Regions from separate parts of the Mus musculus genome. Here all the other regions are linked to region 1. Evidence: chromatin contacts called from public ChIA-PET, Hi-C, HiChIP or PLAC-seq and promoter capture Hi-C data. All regions are on one chromosome and are shown on one strand. The core of a region is the stretch at or near the end of the contact, and the rest is flanking DNA. Distances in the headings are between cores, read along the strand shown.

Region 1 (3,854 bases), core at 350-2,849:
GGGCTACAAAACCCTGTCTAAAAAAAAATACCAGTGAAGATATGGCCTAGGCGATAACGCAAAGGATGGCCTGAGTTTTATCCACAGGACGGTTGGTGGAAGAACCAACTCTTAAGTTGTCCTCTGATTTCCACAACCTACTATAGCATGCATACACACATATACACACTAACAGGTAATTTTAAAAAATATAGAAATAATGGGGCTGGAGAGCTGCTCAGCAGTTAAGAGCACTGGCATTCTTCCATAGGAACCAGGTTTGATTCCCTGCACCCACCCAGTAGCTCACAATATCTCTAACTACAGAGGCTGAGGTCCTCCTCTGGCCTCTCTCAGGCAGCGTGCATGCACATGGGCACACATACATACACGGAGGCAAAATACACCTCTGTGTTTACCTGTGTCTGAACTGTGTCCTTTATAGCCAAAGGGAAGGAAAGAAATTAGAGATCCAAAATCATTTTCTCTGCCCCAGGAGCATACGCCAGCTCTTCCTGGTGCCCAAGCTGAAACTCCAGAGTACTGGACTCCAGAAAGAACTCTTTACATTTTAAATAAGTCGCTGCACACTTCTTAATCCCAGCAGAGGCAGGTGGATGTCTGAGTTCCAGGACAGCCAGGGCTACACAGAGAAACTCTGTCTCGAAAAAAAATGAAAATAAATAGATAAAATAAATGTCTCTAGTCGTTCCTACAAACGACAGCCAAATTTACAAAGTGCGAGTACAACTCCAGGCAAGTTTCCCCCAGTAAACCTTCTTGCCCAGGGCTTGCCCAATACTCCGAAGACCCACTAACTGCGAAAAATCTCCCGCACTCTTCCCTCCTGTGAAAAGGTGGGTTAAAAAAAACTGTCGTCCCAAGCCGGAGCGCCGCTTTCACTATCTACAAACTTCCACCTGCAACCCGAGTTTCCTCCCACCGTAGGCTCGCCACCCGGAGGAGCTCCCTGCCCGATCCGATCCGCCCCGCCCCCTCAGGCCGCGGATCGCAGCAGGACACCCACCGTTCCCGCTCCGGCCACTTTGGGGGAGGGTGTCTCCGTCCCCGAGCCTCCCGAGCCTCCCCACCCCCACAGTGGGAGTGCGCTCGCTTGCTCGCAGCGTCCCCCGAGAGTCCCGGGCACCGGCCCCGCTTCTCCCGGGCCGGCAGGCCGCCCCTCCTCCCGCCGCCTGGCACGGAGCAGCCTCCCCCTCCTTCCGGGAGACCCGCGCGCCGCCGCAGCCCCGACCGAGCCGGCTACCTGGGAGGCACGGCCTGCGCGGAGGAGGAGGCCCTCCGCAGCCCTCCGTTGAGATCCTTTGCCTCCGGCGACGAGGCGGATACCGCCGCGGACCGGGACCCGGGTTCAGCCTCGCTCCAGGCCGCATCCCCGCCGCGGGAAGCGGAGGCTCCAGAGGCAGCGGCACCTTGGCGTGAGGCCTCGGCCGCGGCCTTCTTGGTGTCGCCGAGTGCCGGGGACTTGGGGAAGAAGCTGTACAAGGTGCTTTGTCGGGACATGATGAAGGCTGACGGGCAGACCGGGCCACGGCTCCGAGCGCCTACAAGGATCGCATCCACCGCGCGGCCGCCGCTGGCGGGAAAGTCGGGAGGAGGCGCGTCCTACCCGAGCATCCGTAGCCCAGCGGCCAATCCGAAGGCGTGTCGGCCTGCGCGGTGGGCGGGGCCCCGCCCGCGACGTGCCCTGGCGTAGATGGGCGGGGCGGGGCGGGCCCAGCCCCCAAGCTCGGGTTGGCGGGCCTTGAGACTGAGCCTTTGCAAAGCAGTGGAGCTCGCGGTGGCTACCCGGGCAAGTATGCACCAAGAAGACGGAAGTGGCTTGCGCGGTTGCTGGAACGGCGGGGTGCACCCTGCGAGAAGCCGCGTCGAGCTCGCTGCGGAAACACCTGGCCCTGCGGGCGGTCCTGCGGTTGGACTGAAAGGAGCTGAGAAATTGGTTGTTGCTGTCTGCCACGTACGGTGCGTTCGCAGAGCATTGTACAGAGCGGCACTTGTGAATGCCAAGTGCAAGAACAGCTATCCACAAAACCAGCTACCCACAAAACTTTCCTTGGCCCGTCACTGCCTCAACTAGTTTACGCCTTACTATATGAGATGGGCAGTTAAGGTCCAGTCTTATCTGAGCCCTTTAGCATAAGTGTGCAGAATTTTTTATATTTTAGAAACTGAGATTGCTAAGGTAATGTTGAGCGTCAACGCTTGGGCCCTAGCAACCCTAACGAGCTAAACTCCCACTCATCCTCAGTAGTCGAATAATAGAGAAAATAGCAAAAAAACAGATTTTTTTTTCAAAGGGCCACATTAGGAAGATAAAGTTCAGCCCCCCCCCCCCGGAAGTTCATCTTTGGGGGTACTGACGTGAAGTTTTGGTTTAAACCGGGCGACGGGAACCAGAATGGTCTTGTAAGAGGTGGTCTGACCCACCATAATCTCTGCTCCAGACTGTCCTACATGGGGATTCAACGAGCTTCAGATACTTGAGAAATCTCTTTCCAGAAACCAAGTTCTTCCTCTACACTAACTCGAAGCTTTGTCTTACCCCTTCCCACCAAAAAATTCCTGGAGAAATTCCAATTCTTTGGAGTCCATTATTTCAATTGCCTGATAGCCAAAGGGAGCCAAGTGTTTCTCCTCAGAATGTCTTCCTGCCAGGTTGATTACAGGGCGTTTTCGAAAATTGGAGCTCCTATTCAAATTCAAGAAATTGGAGCTGAGCGCGAAGGTGTGTGCCTTTAACCCCATTGTTCCAGGCAGAAGCAGGTGGATCTCTGAGGTCAAGGACAACCCTGGCTACAGTTACAAGACTTGCCAGGGTTTGTTACACGGAGAAACCCTGTCACAAAAAAAAAAAAAAAAAAAAAAAACCAAAACAAAAAAAACAACTAAATCAAGAAGGAGAGAGAGAGAAATTGGGAGACTTAATTCAGCTCTAAGTAAGAATGGACTTAGCTCTGGCTAGCAATACCTTCACTTTGGTAAAAGGGTAAAAAGATTTGCTTTGTTGGACAAAACCAGCTCAGCCTGTAAAGGTGCTTTGGAGTCCAGCTAGAGACCTGAATTCTATCACTAGAATCACACTGTGAAGGATTGCTGCAAATTATCCTCTGACCTCTATACTCAGGCTCCATAGGCTTGGGGTGGGCACGGTCACGTGCACACGTGTATACGTGTGTATGTGTGTGTGTGTGTGTGTGTGTGTACACATACACACACCAGCCTAAAAACAAAAGAAACTTGGTATGGTAGGCCACACCCTTGATCTCAGCACTTAGGAGACAGGGGATCTCTGTGAAGTTTGAGGCTGTTAAGAGATGTCCCAGAGAAACTACCAAGCTAGACCACTTTGTAGACAGAAAGATTCCTTTAGAATCAAACTGCTAAGGCCAGTCTCTTGGGACAGAGATAGGAGCAGCCTGTTGGGAAAACAAGCAGACTTTGTGACGGGGTGGAGGTGGGGGGAAATCTGAGCTGATAAGATTATTCTGTTTTTCGGATAGGTTAAAGCAGGTGGCATTGCCTGAGGTAGTTGACCTTCCAGGAGGGAACGTTCAGGGAGGTTCTTGGTGAAGAGAAACTACCTTAAAAGATTTGCTCTGCTAATAAACAGAAACCTTTAGGCTTGTTAATCCAGTAAGTCTTTCTGTTTATCCAAAGGCCTTCTGTTTAGGACAGTGTCACCAGCACTCTCCGTGGGAGTGGTGCTTTGAACCTGGTAGAGGCCAGCCCTGTCTACACAATGAGTTCAGGCCAGCCAGGGTTATGCGGTAAGGCTCTATGGCAAAACAAATAAGTAATTAAATTAAATTTTTAAAAAGAGTAAGTGGCTGGGCGGTGGTGGCGCACGCCTTTAATCC
Region 2 (3,854 bases), core at 902-3,401, 950 kb after region 1:
AGTTTCTTTTCACCTGTGGTCGCCAAGACAGCAAAAGAGAACAGCTGTCATCTAATAAGCAAACTGTGTGGAAATAAAATAACAAAACCCATTTCTTTGCTAACTTTACAATAATAATTTAAAATGATAAATATATTGTATCGCCTAAAGTACATAACGATATGAAGTCAGATTATAGGAGGAACCTACTAATGCCAGGGTAGAAACCAATGAATGAAAACTTAAGATAGTAACAGTGGGCAACAGATACTGGTTCTAAATAAAACTTACAGGACAAAACGATGCTCTAGTAACAGGCTTTAACTGATTATACTTTAAGCAGTTCTGACAAACTTATTCATTCCTCTCTCTCACATTCTCTAATCACCTAGTCTGTACAAAGCACCATGCAAGGTTCTGATGAAAACAAAGCAATTTAAAATGATAAATATATTGTATTTATATGCTCCAAATGGACAGTTACTTAGTACTGTTTAAGTAGGGCACTGTTCAGGGTGGAGAAGAGCACTGGATGCTCAGTGGTATGGATGTGCCAGCTGAGGCCAAACAGTCCTCAAACACCTAACAGAACAAGGAAAAGAAAGCACACTGAAACCAAACTCCCTGGAACTCAGTAAATGCACAACTGGAGAACACGTACGTGCCAAGTTCTAAGAGGTAACTCTAAAAAATTGGAGAAAAGTAACTTTCTCGAATAATGTGTGATACAAGGGAAGACTGAACTGAGGCGGCTGCTGACATTACAGCTTCTGTATGCAAGTACCTCAGTTTACTTACGGGGTGCATGCAATGAGCAGACAGACTGAGAGGCTACAGATAATAAGACCTTAGATTTCTCAGAAGAGCAGAGGAAATGACCTTTCAGGGCACAGCACAAAGGACGGCTTCACAATCTAAATACATTTAAGCCACATTTAATTAACCATTTATCCCACTTTCGAAAAGAATAAAAAACCGTTTAAGAATGGCACAGCTCTGGAGGGGTGTCTGTGTCCAGAGTTCTACATACTGAGGGGCTATGAACAAAATGGGTCCTGTATATCCGCCAGTAACTGAGATGTGGGTTGAATCTTGTCAGAGAAGGCTGTCTAGCCCATGAAAGAGATCAAGAGAAGAAAGTTGTTTTTAAACGAATCATCAGCTTTTGCAGCTACCAAAAAAAAAAAAATTAAATATTTACAACAAATCTTAAGGGTTTCATTGGAATTACTGAATGGTAACTAAAAGGGTTAAAAAGACCTTTCTAAAAGCCAGGGGTGACTACTTAAAGATTTCTTTGGTGGTGATGAGACTCTCTCCTTCACCTGACCCAAAGCTGTGAGTATTAATGAATTGACGGGATGGCTCAAAATATCCAATTTAACTTAATTTCAGATAGCCACTGAAGTAATTTTTAAAATAAAATCTAGCCGGGCGGTGGTGGTGCACGCCTTTAATCCCAGCACTGGGGAGGCAGAGGCAGGCGGATTTCTGAGTTCGAGGCCAGCCTGGTTTACAGAGTGAGTTCCAGGACAGCCAGGGCTACACAGAGAAACCCTGTCTCGAAAAACCAAAAATAAATAAATAAATAAATAAAATCTGTATTAAATGCGGCATGTTTTGTAGTAAGGAAAAGCAGAAAGTCAAGATTTAAACATTATTCGGGACATATTAATAATACTGGAAATTAACCATTGCTTATAATCTTAAGATGTAACCGAGAGCCTGGAACTTATACTTGTGACATCTGTCAACTCTTGATGCTACCAGAAAGATCGTGAAGATCCGATTTAAGCCTCCGAGAGCCAATCAAGAAGTTGTAACGGAGGAGACCCAGAAGGGGCGCGAGGACGACAACAGAAACAAACACAAGAGGCGCAGAACTGAAGCCATTCTCAACACAGAGCGGAAGGCTATGCTTACGGGACAGGCAAGAAGGGCCGAGGGGCAGGGTAGGAAGACACCGGTTACGCCACAGACCAGCAGGGGAAAACCAGAGAAATCCCGAGAGAACTTCTCAGCCCTCCACCTCCCCCAGAAGCAGCCCCTGAACTTACACTTTTCACACACCATCCTTACATGGGGGTGTCCCTGTGCCCTCAGCCGGCAAAGCAGGAGCAGCAACCCAAACACAACAACGCCCCAGCGGAGACGACTTCCTCTTCCGGCTACGTCAGCCCGCTTCCGGACTCTCAGCCCTCCCGCTCCGGCCTATCCCGTACCTAGAAAGTCGCGGGAGGGATAAACGCGAGCTGATGGGCGGGGCTGCTCTCATTATCCCGCCCCTTCTCGTCAACGATTGGCTGTGCGCTTGTGAGTTCCCCCCGCCCCCTCGCTTTCTGGTCTGCGCCTGCGCCAGGGGCCATGCCAGCCTGTAGCACCTGAGGGTGGGAGGCGGTGGTGTCCCCCTTCCCTTCGGCGGGCGGGAGAGTTAGGTAAGCCGGTGGCGGGTTGCTTCTCACACTCGCCCGGGGCGGGTGCAGGTCGCACCGCCGACCGCTGCGGTGACTTCCAGGGCGCCACGCTTCCGGCGGACCAGAGGATGCCCTGCGCTACCGACCCTCTGAGATGCCGGCGTCTATCACAGTCTCTCAGGGGACTCCGACCTCAGGTCACCGGGTCGGCCGCACGGGCTCTCTCTATGATGGCGACCTCCAGTTGCCCACACTGCGCCGTCCGAGGCTGGGACGGAGCCACCTGGGTGGGGTGGAGCTGCGGTCCGCACCTGAGCAAAGGCTGCTCAGGAGGAGGGCTCGGGAGCAGCCAAGCCTTCCGACCCCGTTCTCACGGGATCGCGAGTCCCGAGGGCGGCTTCCCAGGTGTGGTGTCCTGGGTCGGGGACTCGCTCGCCGGTGTCACCTTTGCGTTTGGGTACCGCTCGCGCTCGCCGTGTTAGATGGGTGTTTGCCGGTGGCCTAGGATGGATTTCTGATCGCGCTTCCTGCCTGACCCCGCAGTGGAAGGGAGAATCTGAGAAACTTTCCCCAAGTCTTTTCACGGCTATGCGTTCTTGTCCCGACCCTGGAGGATTTCTTCTTGTTTAAAGAGGCGATGCTTGAAATGGCTTGTGCGTGTGTAACCTTGGCCGTATCTGCTAACTTGTTCATCCAGTTTTCTTAATCAGTATCATTTGCTTTTGAAAACGATAAGTGTGAATGAAATGAGGGCTAATAGCACCATGCCCAGACTTGCGCTTTTACCTTTCCTGCTAGTTCCTCACCCTGCGGTGTGGATGTTACTTTTTGGGCCCGATTTTTACTACATTGTAACATGTGTTACTTTTAAGTTCTTAATTAACTTTAGTCAGTATAACATAGAAACTGTTCTCTAGGTCAAATATATGTATTTAGAGACTGGAAACTATTGTTTCTCCTCCCACTCGCGTTCTGCTATTACCATTATTTAACATCTGTACAGACAGTGTGAGCCCTTAGTGTAGCATAATGACCATCTTAAGATGGTCCTCCACCATTTGCATATCTAAGTGTATACTTGGCTGTCATTTGGGAACTGCAGTGATTTTCGCCAAAAAAGTAAAATTAGTTGCTGGTGTCTGGCACATGTCCCCTTTGTAGAAACCAGTCACAAATATTTAAATTTTTACAGGAATTTTCTTTTTGAGGCTCTGAAAGATAATGTATACCATATTAGAGAAATCTAAAGTAACAATTAAAATCTGCATATGCTTGTTCTGTGTTTTGAAACAAATATGTTGCCCATAGAAAATTATTAATACATGGTTTATATTTAGAGTATTGAAGTGCTTGGGACAATGGAAAAAAAATCATTACATGTTTTTCTTAATTTGTTTTCTACTAGATAGCTACCCAAGAAAACATCATGAAAGATACTGACATCAAGAGACTTCTGTATAC
Region 3 (3,854 bases), core at 483-2,982, 710 kb after region 1:
ATAGTTGTCAGGAAAGAAAAAAAAAATGCTTCAAAGTGTGGCTGTGCCTTAGGGTTTTTAATCGCTGTGAAGAGATGCCATAACCACAGCAACTCTTGCAAAGGACAACATTTAACTGGGGCTGGCTTCCAGTTTCAGAGGTTCAGTCCATTATCATCAAGGTGGGAAGCATGGCAGCATCTAGGCAGACATGGTGCTGGAGAAGGAGCTGAGAGTTCTGCATCTTGATCAGCAGGCAGCAGGAGACTGTGTGTCACACTGAGCATAGCTTGAGCATAGCAGAACTCAAACCCACCTCCACAGCATTCAAACAAAGGAGACAATGGGAGCCATGTTTGACTTCGAGGAATAAGCAAGTCAGAAGAGACCTGGTTTGCATGGAGATGGCCATTTCAATAGCATTGTAGGAAAGAACCAGAGGGCAAGCATCTATGCAGGTAAGAATGATCCAGTAGAAAGAGAAAGATGACAAAAGCTAGCATCCACAGAGAAGGTGGAGTATCTGGCTTGGTGGCAAGTGCTTATTAGAAAAAAGTCTGAGCAGGGCAGTGGTGGCACACACCTTTAATCCCAGCACTTGGGAGACAGAAGCAGATGGATCTGAGTCTGCGGGCAGCCCGGTCTACAGAGCAAGTTCCAGAACAGCCAGGGCTACACTGAGAGATCCTGTCTCGAAAAATCAAAACACCAAATCAGCAACAAAACAAAAAGTCTAGGAGGTGTGAGGTGAAGAATGCTCCAGGCTACCCTCGGTCCAGTCTCTACTTACTGAGCTTCATAAACTGCCTGCATTTGTAGCTCCCAGGACAAAGGATCGTAGGTACAATGCAGTCAACTACAGGGTACCCAGAATGAACTGGACCAAATTAATCTAACCTTCAGAATGAGATGGAATGAGATGCAATATCTTAGGGACTCTTGAAAGAGGCTTTCTCTCCCTATGGATAATGTTGAAATCTTAATCTTGGAAAGTGGGACAAAGAGACAAAAACGGTGCTGTTGGGCAATTTTCAAGGCTACAAGGAAGAGGGGGTGGGGGTGGGCTTTGATATAATCTCTCTCCATCTTTGATGTAGGTGCATCTAAAAAAAATACGATTATGTATCTTCAAAGATACAAAGGAGAGAAGGAATTTTAAAATGTACAGTCCTAAGCTCATATATCTATCTGTATCTATACACATTCACTGAAAGACAATTTTGTTAATATCAAAGGGCAGGATCCTTTTTTTTTTTTTTTTTTTTAAATATATTGTCTTCTCTCAAAGAAAACAACAAAACCAGACGATTTCAGGAACTTTACTAGCTGGATCTTGAGGCTGCGGCTCAGGGAATGGAGCAAAAAGAAAATGGAAGCAGGTCAGTCTTGGAAACGCAGGATCCCCGAGAAGTACCGGCTGCCTCACTGGGACAGGAGTTAGGGGTTTTACTCTCTCAGTTTGTAGTGGAAGCAAGGATATCCGTCAAAGTATAGAGAAGGTGAGGCTGGCCAGCTTCGGAGTCCGCCTCCTCCGGATCCTGCAGCCCACAACCCACGGTGAGCCACGTTCCGGAGCCTCAGGTTTGCCTAGCAACCAGCTCGCCTCTTGGCCTCCCCAGGGCCCTAGCAGTAGGGTGTCGCCCTCGGGAGGCGGGTCTGGCCGCGCCAGCCACAGGGGACACGTGGATCCACTGGATCGGGTCGCACAGGGGGCGGGGCCGGCAGCGTTGGTGGGCGGGCGGGAGGCTGTGCGCGTGCGCGGCTGGGCGAGGGGCGGGACCGGCGTGCGGAGAAAAGCGTCCCAGGGACGGCAGCTGGCAAGGTTCACGTTGGAGTGCTTCGCGACTGCGTCGGGGATTATCGGGGTGAGCGAACCCACGGGCCGGAGGCCTGACCCTCGGGGCAGAGGTCGGTCGGCCTGGGGCTCGAGAATGGGAGGCCCGGGTGGCGGGGTGGAGGATGCGGACCTTCAGGGCGCAGCGGGACCTGTGGCCCACGGAGGCAGCCTGTCTTCCGAGAGGGTTTCGGGGGCCAGACGTGTCTGCCCGGCTGAGCACCGCGCTGTTGTTTGCGCTCACCCCATTGCTGGGAGTCTCAGTACTAGGCTGTAGGGCCAGCTGTGTGGGCTGGACACGGACCCTGGCTGGCCTGGAAGCACGCGGGTCTCAGGCGTTACTCCATCTGCCTCTGGCTCCCCCACCTTCCTCGGGGCAGACCCACAGGTCCTGTTGTCTCGACAGGGTTGGCTAGTTTGAGCCTAGGAGGTTAGGTAGACAAGGGATGCTCGTTTGTCTCGTTTTCCCTTTCTGGGACATGGCACCTCCATCCACACATATGCCCAAACCAGAGGCCTGGGCGTCACTCTTACCTACACTCATCAAATACATTGAACCTATTCAAAACTCTCACTTTTCCAGACACCTTGCCTTAGCAATCAGCTCTCTTTTCTGCTCCTTTAATATTGATTGACCCTCCTCAACGTGTCCAGTACAGGGGAGGTAGAGACACGCTCAGCCACCCTGCCCCATTCCCAGGTCCTTCTGTGGATTCTCATTGCCCTTCCAAGCTCTTCTTTCCTTCCTGCAATGCCTGTTGTGACTCACTCACTGTCTTTGTACTTTACTCAAGACCTGCCCCTCCTCATCTGAATATTCTGGATTGGACTTAAGTCATGTTTAGGTGTTCACTGCCATATGGAGGGGCGTGCTTTGCTTTGGGTTGAAATATTTCTTCTCATGCTTTCTGTGGATGGGGGTGTGTGTGATACCCCTGGAGTGCCTCTTTAGTGACCTGTGTTTTGCTGTCGAGAGGCGTCTGACTGTTCTCACAGCCTTCACAGCTCTGCTCTCCCTATGTAACTAGGCTCTTAGTTAAATGTTAGTTATAAGGGTAGCATGGCATTCCTTTGGAATCCCCCAGTGAACAAATGGACCAGACTATTAAACACCAGCCTATTCAGGACAAGTTTTCAACCTCAGCCCATGTGGGGGCTTTCTGTAACCCAGAAACTTGCTGGTTACTTGGACTTCAAGAGCATGGAGATGACTACAACTAGGAAGCACTAGTCAGTTGGCCTTGGCTCCGTGTAACAGGATGTCTGGGGTGTTGTCAAATGTGATTGCTTTGAATGTAAATTCCCAACTAAGAGCCTCTGAAGGCTGCCAACAGCTGCTAGGAGGAAAGCCCACTCCCTGATAGGAATAATGGCCCAGTGGGAAGGAAGGGTGGGCAGGAGTGCTGCAAAGGGAGAGCTCAGCCTTAGGCCAGGGCCTCTGAGATAGAGACTTAAGTACTGTGTTTCTTCTCACCCCATTCTGACCACGTCCCACGCCAGCTCAGCGTTGTTCAGTTCACAAATGAGAGAACACAGATCCTGACCTTTGGAAAGAGGAGAAGGAAAGATAGGAAGGAAGAAACAGACAAGGAAGCAAGGGGTGTTAACCACAAGAGTCTTTACGTCTCATCTGAACCGGGCCTAGGAGGAATGACCAGACACAGTGGCAACAGAGGCGTCCGGAGCAGTGAGAGGAGCCCTGTTGGAGTCAAGGCTCTGAGGCAGGTCAGCATTGCCCTGTCAGACTCATGCTAAGGCCCTGATTGTTTTCTACAGCCCTCTCTGGTTTCCAGACGATCTGCTTGCCGCCGCCGATCATACCCCACTGATCATACCGACAGGGTTAGTGGTGGTGGTCTGCTGAGCTTAGCAATATCCTTTTCCTCTTTCGTTGCTGTGTGTGTCTCTCCCAGAGTTGCTCATTCTGTTGAAGATGACCTTCTCCAAAGGATGAGCAACAGCCTTTCAGTCAAGAATATATAAGTAGTCAACATAAGATAGTCAAGTTTCTAAGACTCCAGGCCCATCAAGAAGAGTCTCT
Region 4 (3,854 bases), core at 803-3,302, 690 kb before region 1:
GGCGAGCAAAAGCACACCACATCCCTGTCAGTCATTAATAAGTTCATGAACAAACCCAAGATGTTCAAACCAAGCCACAGAACAAAATTAGCCAGAACCTACCCAGAGCCACCTGTCACCTGTTCCTCTGCATAAGCAGCAGAAACATATGAAATATACTCAGCCTTTCTGGTGTGTGTGTGTGTGTGTGTGTGTGTGTGTGTGTGTGTGTGTGTGTGTGTATGTGTGTGTATGTGTGTGTGTATGTGTGTGTGTGTATGTATGTGTGTGTCTGTATGTGTGTATGTATGTGTGTGTGTGTGTGTGTGTGTGTGTGTGTGTGTGTGTGAGCTGGGGGGGGGCTTGGGGGAAGAGGGAGAGAGACAGAGACACAGACAGATTCAGACAAAGACCACAGATATCATTCAGTAACACAGGACTCCAGTTGCTTTCACAATTGCTTAATTCAGACCAAATGAAAACTGAGGCTTTCTCGGGCTGCTCTTTTCATGCTTCCCACAAAAAATACTCTCACTCCAGGAGCAGCACAATTTAAACTAATCCTTCTAAAGACCCAGGGTAAGTCTATGAATAGGCCAATCAGTAACATTTAAATGTTGTTCACAGGCTTACCCATTAAGACTAAGTGCCCCCAGATGAGCTGCTGCTTCTCCGTCTACCCTGAGAAAGGCTTCTAAACTGAGGCTTCTGTTTTAATCCCAGCTATAAGATCACACTTAAGAGCTGCAGGGAAAACCCCTAGGGATAAAAACATCTTTTAAGACCTGCCCTTGGAGTCTAACAGCAGCAGTCCAAAAGAAGCCAATAAAATACAATTTTTCAAAAGCGTAGTAAGTATTGAACATGTCTCTCTTGTAGGACCGCCGTTAAACTTTATATTGCTTTCTCTATGTTATCTTTATTAAAACTATATATAGTCTGGACCTCCACCTTACCGGTATCTCCAAAAAAAAAAAAAAGAAGAAGAAGAAAATCTCATTGGCAATAACAATCAGGCAAACTGGTATTCGTGGAAAGCTTATATCCAGGCATCCATACTTTACAGTTCTTAAAACATAAAATGAACATACATGAGCATGTCTCTAAAAACGGAACCTTTTATGCTGTATACACAGACTTTTACAGACACAAACCTATCTTGGCTGCCCATTGTCCTTCTGGAAATGGGCATCTGTTGATAGTGGTTTTTGCCTTCAACTTGGGATTTTTAATTTGATGGATCTAACAAGTGCCGTTTTGCCTGTGAATTCTCACTGTGGGGTTTAGCTGTCCTTAGGGCAGCGTTAGAGCATTTCCTATTTAAGCATTAAGATGTTAAAGGGCAAGGAAAGGCAAGATCATGAGGCGACAATCCAAATCACATCACCTCTCATTCCGGGTTAGGAAGTAATCGCGGTGGTGGCGCGCACGTCTTTAATCCCAGCACTTGGGAGGCAGAGGCAGGCGAATTTCTGAGTTCGAGGCCAGCCTGGTCTACAAAGTGAGTTCCAGGACAGCCAGGGCTACACAGAGAAACCCTGTCTCGAACAGCATGAGCCACCTATGTTCCAATAACTAGGATTAGAGCTGGAGGCTGCTCTTTAAAGACTGAGGATCCGGAGTCTGAAGCCAGCCTAGGGTTCCTTTACATGACCTTGTCAAAAAAAAAAAAAAAAAAAAAAAAAAGAGGAGGGAGCAGGGAAAAGGGGGAGGGAGGGAGGGAGGAGAGAGAGAGAGAGAGAGAGAGAGAGAGAGAGAGAGAGAGAGAGAACCTAGGAATTTCTTAAACACAGAGGAAATCATCCTGATTGAGGGAACCCTGCCTCTACACGATGTCTAGGTGCCCTGAAACCTGGGTGACCTCAGTTGGAGTGGAACGCACACTTTTTCAAATGGAATCAGAGCCCCACGTGGCTGTCTTCTATTTCCTGTACCCCATGGTGAAAAGGGGGTGCCTATCAAAGTCTGGAGGGTGTCGGCAAAGCCTGCCCGCCTCCTTACCACCAGGTTGATGAAGGCCATGCCAGCCGCTCTGTGCCTAACCGTTTGCGCCTGCGTGGCAGAGAGCCGCCAGGCTCGCTTTTGAACCGTGGGTCCTCGTTGCTGCGCAACCGCGAGGCCGCTGGGGGCGGAGCTGAGTAGGACCGGGCAAGAAAGGTTAGGGGTTGGAGAAATAAAGTTTGGGCGTGGCACGGGTGTGGTAAGGCGTACAACCAACTTTAGCTAAGGGAGGTTGTGCAGTGTCAGGTCGATGGGGCAACCTCATCTTTGAAGGATGAAGGGAAGAAGAAAGAGGGCAGAAGATGTTATTCCTGTTTTTACCATGCCTCACTAAATATCACTCACAACTGCGCTCTATGCTGCCGTATAAAAAGTGTGACAAGAGCCAAATTCTTCTGTAACTAGTGGTTGAAGTGTGAGCAAAAGCAAAAGCAACTTCACCTGGAAAAGTGTTAAAAATACAGATGAAAGCCACAAAGACGCTCGCTGCCAAGTCTGACCCGTGTGCTAGAAGAGAGTGGGGGCTCTAGAAGCTGTCCTCTGTTCTCCGTAGGAACAGCTGTGCGAGTGGGCACACAGACAATCCATGCATCAATGCGTGTAAAAGAGATTAATACAAACAAGTAAGGGTTCATAAACGTAAACATCTCTACCAAATCAGGGACTGACAACTGGGGGCACAGCATACGGCGACTTCAAATGGTCTCCAGATAGTTCTGATGGGCATTAAAATGAGATTCACTGCCCTAAAACACATTCAAGAGTGGGGCCACATTAAATTTACCTGAAGGGTTCTTTCCTTTTAAAGGTTTGGTGCCTAAGTCTCTCCCCAGAGCATATGATTAAAACTGCAGCCTGAAGACAGAGAACTACCTTTTAAACCAAGTGGGCTCCCCAGTCCTCAGGCAGAAGTTGCCATCTTTGCCCTATAATCAATCTCTCTCTCTCTCTCTCCTCTCTCTCTCTCTCTCTCTCTCTCTCTCTCTCTCTCTCTCTCTCTCTCTCTCTCTCTCTCTCTCTGTCGGTCTCTCTCTCTCCCTCCCTTCCTCTTCCTGTCTCTGCTCTCTTGGGCTTGAAGGAACTTAACTAGCTAAAGCTGAAGATAGATTTAAGCTCACACGTCCCCACTAGTTCAAAGGGGAAAGTCATCTACTTCCACCACTCTGCCTTCAAGCAGCCTTTCTAATCTGAAGATAGATCTCGACCTAACAGATGGTTATGTGATGATTTAAAATCCCATTAGGGTTTAGAGTTGACTGCTTGCTTATTTGTGTGTGTAAGTGCAATAGAGCTGTGTGTGATTGCCCACTTTGAATTGCTTGCCTGGACCAGGTGTAAGCTTCTAGCTGCTGATTCATTTGGTGTCATTTTGAAGACTTTTCCTAAATTAAAAACTACTGGGAATTTCTTTACAAAAAGCCATTATGTGTGGTGATTTTTAATGGTTATATCTCTCTACGTGACAACTTACTACCTCAAATATTCAAAGTGACTTACCATCACCCAAAATAGAAAAGCTAAAAGCAAGCATTGATTCCTTCTGATATTATAAAATCCAATTAAATTATTCAAGCCGGGAAATAAGAAAGCTGAAAAGGTTCTTGTTTTCCATCTTTCTCTTTGCAGGGTTTCAAAATTATAATCCTAAATGCACAGAATGGGTAACAATCTACCATTCTGTGACAGCAAGCCATTTGCTGTACTTCATTATACATTATACCTTTCTCAAAGCGACAGAGTAGATGATGTGTATTTTTAAATTTAAATTTGGACCTTGGTACCCATAAAAAGTGTGACTAACAATTGAATTGTTACTGAGTAGAACACTAGATACACTTTTTATAGAAAAGCCATACAACACTAGTTGAGCAATC
Region 5 (3,854 bases), core at 926-3,425, 690 kb after region 1:
TATCTAAATTTAACAATGAGAGAAAAATCACCCACAGAGCTGAGCAGGGGAGGCCATCTGTTTTTACTGGTCAGTTGTGTTGTCAAAAAATTACAATACATACACAGCCCAGACTGGCCTCAAACTCAAAACCGCCCTCTGCCTTTGGCTCCTGTGTGACAGAACTGCAGACACGTGATACTATGTCCAGCAGGACTGCACTCTGACTTTAAAGTCCATCTTGGAATCCTTCCTCACCTTTTTGGCTCCCTAAACTTTGTTCTCCTGGGATACTGATGAGCCTTCCTGGGAGGGCTCTGAAGAAGAGTGTAGGAAAAGCAGGCCCACGGGACGAAAGGAGGCTCTGCTTCCTGTCTGGGGCCCAGCACCTTGCTCTGTGGGACCAACCTCACTCATATTCCCACACAAGGTACCAGGTACCAACACCTGAGTGTGTCCCGCGTGCACCAGCCCAGAGGATTCCCATACATTTCCTGGAACAGGGAGAAACTGACCACTTCCCCCTGCCATGCTCAGACCTCCTGGGATTCCTGCATGCAGGATGCTGGGAAATACCTTGCCCTTCTATTGTAGGGTCCGCTGCAACTCTGAAGCCTGCTGCCTTTCCTCTGAGCTCTACAATCTAAGCCATAACTGTCTACCATCCTGCCTCCTATCCACTCTAGTTGCTCTGCAAGGGTACTCATCTTTGAGAGAACACAGGACAAACGAAAAGGTGTACTCAGAATCCTGGGTTCAGATTTCACAACTTACTGGCTGATTGATGAAGCTATTTACCTATAAATACAGCAAATCCAGGAAACAGGAGTCGCTGGGAGGAGTGACGGCTAAAGTCCCGAGGTTGGTGTGGCACACAGTAAGCACTATATTGGATCAGGGTTATAATCACCCCATCGCTCCCACAGAGGTGTCCCGGGCTGGGTGGTTTTGGAAAACTCTTTATAGTCGGACTTATTCTCTGCCCACTTCGGAAAAGGTGGGTGTGCACACGCGGCGGGCTCTGAACCTCTCCCACCGCAGAGAGCAAGACACCCGAAACAGGATCTGGGTCTGAAGACTGGGCGGGGTTCTCCCTCTACCCCATCAGGGTGCTTTCCCGCCCCAGCACAAGAGCCCAGCCCAACTAAACCAGCCCTGCTGCAAAAGCCACAGGCTGCCAGGACTGGATGGGGCCAGTGTCCGCCACTGGCGAAGAAACTGAGGTTCGCCGGCCTCTTCTCTGACCAAACGCATCGGTCTAAGTCTGCTGTGGACAGAGCTTGGTCTCAACTTTATTTGAGGGGAAAATAAGAGAAGACACAGAGGAACAAATTTAACATGAGGGAGTTTCGACAGTTTAGGGAGGCAACGGTCCGGTCTAATGAATGCACTTCTCTGATACCTACAGAAACCTCCATTTCAGGGTAGGGTTACCCACGTGACCTTAAAAGGCAGAGAGCACAAACTTTTCTCTTTCTCTCTCTTCTCTTCAAACACCCAATCTGCAAAGCGATTTTTCTCTTGGGACAGACGACTTTCCTAACTGCCTCGGCAAGCCGGAGGGTAGCACCCAGCGCCGGCTCCGGGACGGGTCGGTTGAGTCGCGCTTCCTGGACGAGGCGGTGCTTTTCGCGCGCTCGCTCCGGGCGAATCTGCCCTTCCCTCACTCACCGGTGTCCAGAGTGGTGAACCTGCCGCTCGGGCTGTTTCGCCGGTTGCTACTGCCGCCGCCGGAAATGCCCAGCATCTGCAGATGCCGGGCCAGCTCGAACATGCGGTCCCACTGGCCCTCGGCGCGGCAGCGCTCCACCTCGCTCTCCACCTTCAGGTGGGTGCCGTGCGCGCCCTTCGCAGCCATCTTCGAGCAGGAGCTGTCATGGGAGGTGCGGCGGAGGAGTGGAGACCAGGCCGGGGGCGGCGTCCAGGCTGGGGAGCACTCTCCAGCAGGCTTGACGGGAGTGCAGACGGCATCCGGGGCCCGGGTGGCAGAGGGGGCCCGGGTAACGGCAAGGGGCCCGCAGCAGCAGCAGCAGCAGCGGCGGCGGCAGCGCCCACCGCACCGCCTGGAGCCTCTGGACTGGGGCTGCGGCTGCGCGACCCCAAGGCGTCCAGAAGCAGCCTCCGCCGCTGCTGCAGCAGCTCCTGACGCTGCTGTCTCCTCCTGTGCAGCAGCTGCTGCCACAGCTCCCGCCCCGTGCCCGGGCGTCTCCAACAGCGGAACCTCCCCGGGCCGCGGCTCCACCCCAAAGTGGGCGTGGCTATCCCCCGCCGGGCTAGGCGAGCCGACCGCCAGCGAGGCCACAGAAGCCAAGCGCGCACACGGCGATCTCGGGCCGCCCTCCGCCGGCTCCCCGCCGCTGACTGGGTGCTCACTTTAATGCTGCGGGGAGCCCGGGAGCCCGGGGGCGCCTCGCTCCCCGTTCCCTCCCCATCCCGTCAGGACTCTTGGCCTGGGGTCCTCCGCCCGGACCGCCCGGCTTTGTGTGGTGGCCCCGTCACCGCCACAGCCTGAGGCACGTCACAAATCCGAGGAGCGGCCGACAGGACAGTCCTGGTCCCGGGCTCTTGGCGGATCCGGGTCGGATGCAACGCGCCCGCCCGCAGGGCTGCGGATAGACCGGCCGGGGCAAGTCCCTAAGCTCTTCGGATGTCCCCAACTCGGAGAGGGTTTATGTTTGTTTTAACTGCCGGACTCCTCTTTCCATCGGAATGCCTACTCTGGGTTCTAAAAGAGGATCTCAGCTGATTTTCCACTTGCTGCTACTTTATTTTGGTGTCTAAAGGCTGATCAGAACTCCAGGGAGCGCCCGACTCCGCTCTGCTCCGCTCTAAGGCCAGCGGTGCCCAGAAGTTCAAAGGACTCTGGGCGGGGCTTGGAGGGCGGAGCCAGGACTACCCTGGCTAGAAGGCAAGTATCGTGACCCCACCCTCGGTGAAACTGGAGCTGTCAATCCTGCCTGGGAATTGAGGATGTAGCTAAAACCACAGCCAACACTGAAAAAAAAATCCCCAGGGCCTGTACTTAAGTCACTTGTTGTGAGGTCCATTCCGAAAACGTTCGAGAATGATTTCAGGCAAGCTTTTCAGTAGTTCGAAACTGACCGCTTTCTACTTCTCCGGGAGGTCCTTCCACTCCCTGCCCCTTGCTGCCGGGAAATTTACAGCTTCAAGTTTCAGTACAGAACTAAGGTTTTCGGGTCTATCAGAGCACAGGCTCCTGACGCCCATTACCAGGGCCGGTCCCTATCAAAACTTCAGCTCCTCCGTGTGATCGAAATGAAGCCCCCTTCCTCCCTGGAAGGCAAGATTCCCTGCCCCTGTGTGCAGAACCTGAGGTTCTGCAGAACTAGGTTTCACGGAGGCGGTGGGGCAGGGGGATGGGGTGGGGAGAGGGTTGGGGAAGGCAGAAAGAGTGAAAGACTGACTTGGGTATCCTGAGAATGCGTTTTCAATTTACCTAGTCAGAGTGTTAGTGGGAGATACCCCTGGGGCCAGAGGGAACAGCAGGATTGACAGAAAGGGGAAGGGTAGACTGATAGAAACAAAGAAACCCCATCTTTTCTTCCCATTCTTTTGTCAACCACGGTTGCAAATACTGGAGGACTGGCTGCAGAGAGCATTAGCTCTTGTCTGTTTGACTCTATCATCAGTTTGAGTGTGGGCACGGGAGGGCACAGAGTTCGTGCCTCAGATACAAAGCAAGTGTTCCTCCAGGCGCCTGACCGCGTCTCAGCTCTTTGCTAGCAGAGCCAAGATCCTCATCTTCTAATGACCAGCATTAGGAAGAGAGAGTGGAAACCTATAGGAAAAAGAACAAACGAAAAAGTCACAGAGCTGTGACTGCATTAATAACATCTGGTGAGATAAAAGGCAAG
Region 6 (3,854 bases), core at 670-3,169, 660 kb after region 1:
AGTCTAACAAGTCTCAAGGACTTGTTAGACATGAAAGTTCAGGGGCTGGGAAGGTGGCTCAATGGTTAAGAACACCTACTGCTGTTACACAGAACCCAGGGGCTGGGAAGATGGCTCAATGGTTAAGAACACCTACTGTTCTTACACAGAACCCAGGTTCAGTTTCCAGCACCCACAGGTGGCTCACAACCTGACCCCCTTTTCTTTCTTTCTTTCTTTCTTTCTTTCTTTCTTTCTTTCTTTCTTTCTTTTTTTTTTTTTTTTTTTTTTTTTTGGTTTTTTGTTTGTTTGTTTGTTTTTCTTCGAGACAGGGTTTCTCTGTGTAGTCCTGACTATCCTGGACCTCACTCTGTAGATCAGGCTGGCCTCGAACTCAGAAATCCGCCTGCCTCTGCCTCCCAAGTGCTGGGATTAAAGGCGTGTACCACCATGCCTGGCTGACCCCCTCTTCTGACCTCCATAGGTAAACATATGTCATACATACATGCAAGTAAAATACTCATACATGTAAAAAACAAATAAATCTAAAGAAATGTAGAAAAGAAATGCAAGTTCTATGCCCCCACCCCTCATCAAAACTCAAGAGTCATTATCAAAGAGGAGACAGAAAGATTCATAAGAGCCAGAGGCCAGAGAGGACCAGACCGAAGCAGTATTTTCTAGATTGACAGGACTTCTGTAACTCGTGATCTCACAGCATCTGTGGTTGCATGAACAAAATGAAGCCCGACCACACTCTAGCACGGATGGAGGAGATGCCCATGAACCCCCATCCCTAACTGAGGAGTTATTGACAGGTGATAACTTCTCTTCTGGAGAAGGGAGAGTTGGTTTTCTTTAAGGGTGTGGCTACTGGTTTGACCAGTGGATGCCAGTGGATGGTCCCACACCCAGGGGCATATATTAAATACAAACTGAATGCAGTGGATTATAGGAGAAAGAAAAAAAGGACATGAGGTGGGGAGAGGGTTAGGGAGGAGGGTGGACGCTGCGTCCACAGGCTGAGGCAGGCTGGTCCCTGGGGCTGCCTAGAACTCCGTGGCTCTGAAGAGGCAGGCCACTCCTGGGGCTGTGGGTGATTTTCCACTCTACGGGAGGCCTGGCAGCCTCTTCCTTGGCAGCCTGGCTCGGGCTGCTACCAGGAGGCAGGAGCCAACAGTGCCTAATGTCTCTTCTTCCCCAGCCACAGGAGGGACTGTCCTCTCTGTCACTGCCAAAGAGGCTTCACATGCCAGGACCAGCAGACAGGCCACTCCCGGACGGACGCTGGGGAAGGGGTGCTGACATCTAGGCACTGACCACTCCCAGGACACACGGGGCTGACATCTAGGCACTGACCACTCCCAGGACACATGGGGCTGACATCTAAGCACTGACCACTCCCAGGACACACGGGGACGAAATGCTGCATTCAAACACAACCCTACATCCCAAAGGTCTGCTAGCTTTTTAAATAATTTTCAGATCTGTAAGAGATTTTGACATCTGAACAGGCTCCTGAGAACTCTTTTGCTAAGTAAATCATCGCCCTCAGGCATGTTTTGAGTAAATCCTAATTTATATCGACCGCTTTTAAAGAAACAATCCATACAAGAGGTTCCAGTGGCCAGGGCCACACAGGAGATTTGGAATCCTTGCCTGGGTTGCCTGGCTCTCCCGTGCTAAGAATACCCCTTGCCTCAGCTTGCCCCTCTAAGAAATGTCTAGGTGGGGGCATTCTCAAACGGCTCAGACAGCCACAGCCTGAGCAAACCTAGCCCAACCTGCAGCTGTCTGTGCCGGGTGGAGCTGGGGTTTTCCCTGGCCCTTTCTGGCTGCCCAGTGAGAAGCCAGCTTGAAAGATCTCTTTGTTCTGGTCTCTCCTGATGACCTTTGTGAGCCAAGCTGCCCACTTTTAACAGTATCCAAACAGAGCCTCAAACAAACCCTGGCCCAGAAACGGGCTGCATGAGGAGAAGCCAGGAAGCCGGTTATTGCAACTAAGGTCAGGTCCAACTGGCCAAGAGGCGGGTGGTGGGGGTGTTAGCAGCTCAGCTAGCATAGGACTCCAGGAGGAAGGTGGGACGTAGTAGGACAGCAGTCCCCCTACCCCCACAGCCAGCAGTGCAGCACATTTTCCAAAGCCCTTGACAGTTTTCAGCCTTCAAAATTTCTCATAAGGCTTCATTACCCCAGTTCAAGCAGAACTCCTGATACCCATAATGCTCTGAAGAAATGACTAGTGTGAGCTTGTGATAGTGGCTCACACCTCTAATCCCAGCACTCGGGAGGTAGGGACAAGCAGATCCGTGAGTTCAAGGCCAGCCTGGTCTACAGAGTGAATTCCAGGACAGCCAGGGCTACAGAAATCCTCTCTCTCTCTCTCTCTCTCTCTCTCTCTCTCTCTCTCTTTCTCTCTCTCTCTCTCAAAAAAGAAATTACTATTGTGGGAGAGGCTGCAGCTCCATGGTAGAGCACTTGCCAAGTGTGTAGGGGACCTGCAATTCCTCCTGACACCAGCAAATATACGTAACTAAATAAAATACTCGCACCCCAACCCCTTCTAATAGAAAACTTAAGCCTGGACAATGCCTGTCTTTCTGGGCATCACGTGCCCAAGGCCAATGGCCGACAGACACCCAGCACTTTCAGCTCTGAGTCCCTGGAGAAAGACAACGGCGGTCTTCTCACAAACTCTCACACTTCCCTCTACTGGCCATCTGTGCTCCAGGGCTCCTGGCACTCCGTTTGTTCGCTATGCCATTTACAAAGTGCCTTCTGCACGCTCAGTACCTGGTCAGCTGCACTGTTTGTCATTGGCAGTCATCATGAAGCAAACGAGAGAGGCTGAGGGACTGACTGACTATCGGACTGACTGACTATCGCACCCACGGCCACAGATAAGTAGTCTGCCTCCTGCTGTTCACCTCATTTCCTGGGAACTCGTCAAAAACAAGTGTTTTGCACACAGTAGGTGCTTAATGGTGAGAGTATGATTTGAAATAAAATGATATATTAGTAAGAATTGGTCGTCGAGAGGATACTACATACAACTCTAGTTAGACGTCTCCATTTGAGGGCTGGCACGTCCATGAGGGATCTCTGGTCAAGTACCCAGAATAGTGAGGCCACTGGAGGACAAGGTCGGGTGACGTTCAACCATTATCCAGATGCTCATTTTCACCACAGACCCAAATCACCGGCCTCAAAACCAAAACTTCCACCTTGACAGTCAAGCCGAGCATGAAAGACAGAGGATGTCAGGCAGCACTTCACGCCGTTGGGGAAGTGGGCACAAACAACAGATACAGGCCGTGCCCTCAGAGAGGTCCTCCTGTCCCCCACCCCCACCCCCAAAGCAGACACAGAAAACTGGGAGACAACACAAGCTTTGCTAGTGAGCCTTCCAGGTTGAACCCAGTGAGAACAACTTGTACCCCTCCCCCAGGCCTGCAGACACAAACACGCACGTGGCCGCTAAAAGCAAGACCACCGCTGATAACCTAAAGTGCACTTCGCCTTCAGAGTTTACTCCCGGCAGACAAGTTAGGGCAACTTGGGAGAATGGGGTTGATTTATTGATTGACTGATTCATTGATTACAGGGCTAAAGGAGCCACCTAGGCAGGGGCAGCAGCGAGGCGACCCCCTTGGAAAGCACCTGTTCTCTTGTTTGGGGTGCAGTGTGAAATACCTGTTGCCTTAGGGATTAAAGCAATGCATGATAAAATACACAGACCACCTGGCTCAAACGCACCTCGACCTAAGCAGAAAATGGGTTCTGCCAGCTCTAGGCAGAAAGAAGGGGAACAACCCAGAGAAGAAACCGTCCCCGTGCCTGTGATGGGTTTTGGGGCAGAGTTGTTCCTGTTCCTG
Region 7 (3,854 bases), core at 918-3,417, 610 kb before region 1:
TAGCAGCTGCACTAAACACGCCGGTGTGTCTGTCAGGCTGCCCCCACACACCTTACTGGCCATCTTGAGCGTGTCAATCTCCTCCCTCTGTTTGGACAGGGTCTCGTTCATGCTGCATAGGTGGTCGCTCATCATGCTCAGCTGATCCTCGTAGCTCCGCTTGGTGGTCATCAGCTCGTCCTAAACAGCAGGGAAAGAAGAGAGGTCGTCAAAGGCCCCAGCCACCACCCAGACGCATCCTGTAGTACAAATATCTGTGAGAGCAGCCCATCGCAATGCCCGAGTTGATCAGTTAATGCAGGGTTAAGTAAGGCACTGGCCAAATGGAAGACCCAAGTTAAAAGAACTGGGAAAAAAACGTGTCAGCCTTCAAAGAGTGTGCTCATGACTCATTTGCCAAACAATTCCGGACTGGAGGCTGGAGCAATAAAGTGTTTGCCTTGGAGCGGGAGGCCCCAAGTTCGTCCCTAGAAGTAAAAAGAAGGTGGACCTGGGTGTGCACACTAGGAATCGCAGCCCTGGGGAGAGGGAGACAGATCCCTGAGACTCTCTGACAAGCTAGCCACCCTACTGGGGCAAAGAGACCCAGTCTCAAAAGAAAAAGGTGGCCAGCTCTGAAGGAGCACCACCCAAGGCTGTCCTCTGGTCTCCACACGCATGCGCACACACATGCACCTGCGCTTACAAAATCCAAGCACTCTCTTCTTGGCTGGGTAAGAACTGTCAAAAGTCTGAAGGTGAAATGACGCTTCCGAACCTTCCCGGTGTTGAAACCTCTGCCCAGGCCCCAGGCATCTGCACCGTCCCCGAAGGCAGCTCCTCTCCTCCCACCTCCCGCTCTCCTCAGCCTCTTGAATAAACTGCAGTAATCTTAACTACTTGAGAACAGGTTGCTGTGTTCCAGGGTTTTCCCATGCCTACCTCTTGTTGATATCAAGATTAGCAGGTTATAGTCACCAAAGCCAAAGGGCACTCATTCATTCACTCATTCATTCATTCCAAAACTCTCTGCTAAATACCGACGGTGGAGAACACAGAAAATGTGGCCCCACACTCTTGTTTTAACAAGATGAAAGAGGCCAGCAGTCCAGCTCAACAGGGGTTTCCTGAAAGGCACGGTTTGAAACTGCAATCTGATTTATCTACTTATGTATTTATTTAATTATATATTAAATTAAATACATATGTTTTATAGCCCCACTCAGGTTTATTTAGGTCAGTTCTGAAACAAGACAGAATACTATGTATAGCCCAATCCTCCAGCCAATCCTGAGTGCTCACAAGAAAGGGGAAACAAATAGCAAATGCAGACTGTGGAAGGATTTAAAACTAGCTTCAAGTCAGATACAAGTAAGACGGCCAGTCTCTGTCTGATATGAGCAACTGTGACTCTAAGGTGACTGAGAAATAAAGTGGTGTGGAGCATGTGTCAAGACCAGACATCACTGGTTCCCACAGAAGGCTGGCTTCACTGTCAGTGAAAACCACTAATGTGCTGAGGTCACATGAAGGAGCTCACCTGAAGCCTGCTGATGTTCTGACTGGCTAGCCTCATCTCCTCTGTCAGTGTCTCCTTCGACTTCTCCGCCAGGGCTAGTCTCTTAGAGAGCGCACGGCACTGTACAATCAAAACACCAAATCTTATCCTTGGAAAGGTAGCAGGTTATACTCACCAAAGCCAAAGGTCGCTCATTCATTCCCTCATTTACTCATCCCAAAACTCTCTGCTGAATACCTCTGCACAGCCCCCAGGCATCTGCACCTTCAGAGGTGGTCCAGCTCAGCAGTCTAATGGCCAATGGTTACAAGCACATAAGAACACTCTCCATTTTCACAGAACCTATTTGTACTAGTGAGGATAAAGGACTGTAGTTATCTCAAAAGTGGCCACAGGCCGACAAGCATGGCAGACTTGGCTTCTAAGTTCTTCACTAAAGGTCTCAATCCCAGAACCAAAACATCCTTATAACCCACCCAGTAGCCTCACACGCCCACCTGGGGAGGCAGGTGGTTTTTCTAGGAGTTTTACTAAACCCAGATGGTGCAAGGCAGAGCAGGTGAAAGGAAGAAGAGAAAACTTGATTTCACACTATTGTTCAACAAGGAGGATGTGCAGAGAGAGACACGTGTGAATGCTGGGTGGACACCAGCTGTCTGTTCTCGTACAGGGTGGCAGTACTTCCTGTTTATAGATGAGAACGAACTAGGGCAATCTAAAACCTCTTGTACCATAGTCGTGCTGAAAACATTTACTCAAGTAGGCAGATCTCATGAAAACCAGACAGCCTAAAATCCCCTAGTTATTATTTGTTCTCGAGAGACTCTCAGGACAGTTTGTACAATCAGTCTAACCACTTCCCTCTGTGCTCAGCAATGAACTCCCAAGAGAGAGAGAACATGCAAGACACAGGCCCCAGGAAGATGACAGTCACAGCTGGGACACCAACCCAGAGAGCAGGCAGGGAACCAGAAATGATGGCATCAGCTGCGGGTATGGCTCAAGAAATAGCAGTCCACTGTCAGCCAGGCCCCCAACTCTCTACACTGTAACAAGCAGCCACACATGACCAACCCATCAAAGGTGGGTGCGGCAGCTTCCTAAACATTGGACTAGACACAGTCTTATTTTAACAAGAAAAACTCAAAGTCCTTCTCTACCTTTAGCAAACTGACTGGCTATTAACCTCTTCATTCCTGCGGTGTTCAACACAAGCCTAGATAAAGCTAGTGTGCCACCCCTCCCTTTTTGCTTTAACAACTTAGGTAGTGTAATTCTCTGCCTGCCATCTGTGATTCATTCTTACTATAAAGTGTCAAAGGCTTAAAGACCCTGCATGCACCCACCCAACCTTCTATCTTCTTTATTTAATAATACTTAATAATGATTAAGATAAGTATTTAATAATACTTATCTCATTCACTTCCTCTCCACCACACACACACACTCATAAACACACACACACACACACACACACATACAAGGAACCTGCAGTTTGGTCCCTGGAACCCACATAGTGGAAGAGAGCCAACTTGTGTAAGCTGTTTTCTCCCATCTACTTGTGCTGTGACACTCACACACATACAGAGCAAGCAAACCTAAAGACAAAACGTATCAGGTACATCCAGCTTATCACCTTGTGCTTGTAAAATCCCCGTATCTGTGCATGTCCTCTACCACTAAGACAAGTAAGCTCTACTAATCCTACAAAACCCGCAGCATGGGGCCATGGAAAGGCTGCCATAACTCCATCCTCTCTCTGGCAGGAACTTGGACATGACACAGGAAGCTGTACACTTGATGAAATGAACATTCTGGAGCGGCTCAGACTAATCACCATGAGCTACAAACAATCCAGACATAGAAAGACATAGACAGAAAGTGCAGGGGACGGTGGCTCTCTTCCATCAGATAAGAGAACAGCACAGTGGTCTGACTCTAGCAGGGTCAGGGAGAAGTGGCAGTCTCACCGTGTCCACTCACCTCGGCGTAGAAGTGCACTGACTTACTGTCAGCCAGCTGCAGCTGAGATGTGAGCTCCGCTATCCTGGCCATGTAGTGACTCTTAATTAGGTCTTCACGGGACTCAACATCCGGAGCCTAAACAGAACACGAACGCACCAGAGATGCCAGTGAGCAGGGCAATTCTGGCAAAGGACACAAGGACCACGGCTCCGCCCTCTTTCCTGGAACCTCACAGGACCCACACAGTTCCCAAACGTCAGTCATGGCAGGAAAACAGACCAGATTTCCTTAGCCAGCACCTGCGGGTCTGTGTCTTAGTGCTCCCCAGAAGGCAGCAAGCAGCACTGTGGTGACATAGGGAAGCCCCGTGGGTCATGCCTTTCCAGGCACC

What was found. Promoter capture Hi-C pulls out the DNA fragments that hold promoters and counts their contacts. A called contact is a pair of places that touch in the nucleus more often than the background predicts. ChIA-PET counts read pairs in DNA pulled down with a chosen protein or histone mark. HiChIP or PLAC-seq counts read pairs in DNA pulled down with a chosen protein or histone mark.
Region 2: an RNA polymerase II ChIA-PET map of memory CD8 T cells shows a contact between it and region 1, with 8 read pairs. The contact joins the promoter of Cript here to the promoter of Msh6 in region 1. A contact is called at or near these places in 1 of 39 promoter capture datasets (hippocampal neurons) and 1 of 115 datasets of contacts at active chromatin or transcription factors (memory CD8 T cells).
Region 3: an HNF4G HiChIP or PLAC-seq map of pancreatic cancer cells shows a contact between it and region 1. The contact joins the promoter of Mcfd2 here to the promoter of Msh6 in region 1. A contact is called at or near these places in 1 of 39 promoter capture datasets (the 3T3-L1 cell line) and 3 of 115 datasets of contacts at active chromatin or transcription factors (the SCID.adh cell line, extraembryonic endoderm stem cells and pancreatic cancer cells).
Region 4: a promoter capture Hi-C map of pre-B cells shows a contact between it and region 1. The contact joins the promoter of Gtf2a1l here to the promoter of Msh6 in region 1. A contact is called at or near these places in 2 of 39 promoter capture datasets (liver and pre-B cells) and 2 of 115 datasets of contacts at active chromatin or transcription factors (bone marrow-derived macrophages and large pre-B cells).
Region 5: a contact with region 1 is called in a Hi-C map of regulatory T cells, with 8 times the contacts expected there. The contact joins the promoter of Ttc7 here to the promoter of Msh6 in region 1. A contact is called at or near these places in 2 of 39 promoter capture datasets (hippocampal neurons and pre-B cells), 6 of 484 Hi-C or Micro-C datasets (CD4 T cells, the G1E-ER4 cell line, embryonic stem cells and 2 more) and 9 of 115 datasets of contacts at active chromatin or transcription factors (embryonic forebrain, embryonic midbrain, embryonic stem cells and 6 more).
Region 6: a promoter capture Hi-C map of 3T3-L1-derived adipocytes shows a contact between it and region 1, with 3 times the contacts expected there. The contact joins the enhancer-like site here to the promoter of Msh6 in region 1. A contact is called at or near these places in 6 of 39 promoter capture datasets (the 3T3-L1 cell line, 3T3-L1-derived adipocytes, the C10 cell line and 3 more), 6 of 115 datasets of contacts at active chromatin or transcription factors (the NIH/3T3 cell line, embryonic forebrain, extraembryonic endoderm stem cells and 3 more) and 1 of 9 other capture datasets (embryonic stem cells).
Region 7: a contact with region 1 is called in an H3K4me3 HiChIP or PLAC-seq map of pro-B cells, with 5 times the contacts expected there. The contact joins the enhancer-like site here to the promoter of Msh6 in region 1. A contact is called at or near these places in 8 of 39 promoter capture datasets (the 3T3-L1 cell line, the C10 cell line, cranial neural crest and 4 more), 2 of 484 Hi-C or Micro-C datasets (double positive thymocytes and embryonic stem cells), 15 of 115 datasets of contacts at active chromatin or transcription factors (the SCID.adh cell line, T-cell acute lymphoblastic leukemia, astrocytes and 10 more) and 1 of 9 other capture datasets (liver).

The regions. Positions count from the first base shown.
Region 1 is chr17:87,972,795-87,976,648 of GRCm38.p6, reverse strand. Msh6 (mutS homolog 6) reads right to left here and starts at 1,599. Exons shown (of 10, transcript NM_010830.2): 1 at 1,244-1,599. The coding sequence starts at 1,500.
Region 2 is chr17:87,023,858-87,027,711 of GRCm38.p6, reverse strand. Cript (cysteine-rich PDZ-binding protein) reads right to left here and starts at 2,151. Exons shown (of 5, transcript NM_019936.3): 1 at 2,037-2,151; 2 at 1-13. The coding sequence starts at 2,052. Pigf (phosphatidylinositol glycan anchor biosynthesis, class F) reads left to right here and starts at 2,311. Exons shown (of 6, transcript NM_008838.1): 1 at 2,311-2,414; 2 at 3,799-3,854. The coding sequence starts at 3,820.
Region 3 is chr17:87,263,825-87,267,678 of GRCm38.p6, reverse strand. It overlaps Mcfd2 (multiple coagulation factor deficiency 2), which reads left to right and starts at 1,732. Exons shown (of 4, transcript NM_139295.3): 1 at 1,732-1,844.
Region 4 is chr17:88,666,858-88,670,711 of GRCm38.p6, reverse strand. Gtf2a1l (general transcription factor IIA, 1-like) reads right to left here and starts at 2,052. Exons shown (of 9, transcript NM_023630.2): 1 at 1,981-2,052. The coding sequence starts at 2,001.
Region 5 is chr17:87,281,207-87,285,060 of GRCm38.p6, reverse strand. It overlaps Ttc7 (tetratricopeptide repeat domain 7), which reads right to left and starts at 2,175. Exons shown (of 20, transcript NM_028639.3): 1 at 1,651-2,175. The coding sequence starts at 1,837. It overlaps 4833418N02Rik (RIKEN cDNA 4833418N02 gene), which reads left to right and starts at 2,247. Exons shown (of 5, transcript NR_015506.3): 1 at 2,247-2,887.
Region 6 is chr17:87,315,451-87,319,304 of GRCm38.p6, reverse strand. The region is part of intron 5 of Ttc7 (tetratricopeptide repeat domain 7); the gene reads right to left. Among named protein-coding and RNA genes, the nearest start is that of Gm52284, 10 kb to the right of the region's middle. Within about 2 kb of position 1,919, at least 72 of the 459 cell types and tissues checked have an H3K27ac peak or open chromatin away from gene starts, as enhancers often do. A contact at or near this core is called in 3T3-L1-derived adipocytes, where this site is marked.
Region 7 is chr17:88,580,179-88,584,032 of GRCm38.p6, reverse strand. Ppp1r21 (protein phosphatase 1, regulatory subunit 21) reads right to left here. Exons shown (of 22, transcript NM_028658.4): 19 at 3,482-3,598; 20 at 1,520-1,618; 21 at 52-180. Among named protein-coding and RNA genes, the nearest start is that of Gm31704, 43 kb to the left of the region's middle. Within about 2 kb of position 2,167, at least 76 of the 459 cell types and tissues checked have an H3K27ac peak or open chromatin away from gene starts, as enhancers often do. A contact at or near this core is called in double positive thymocytes, microglia, pre-B cells and 2 more, where this site is marked.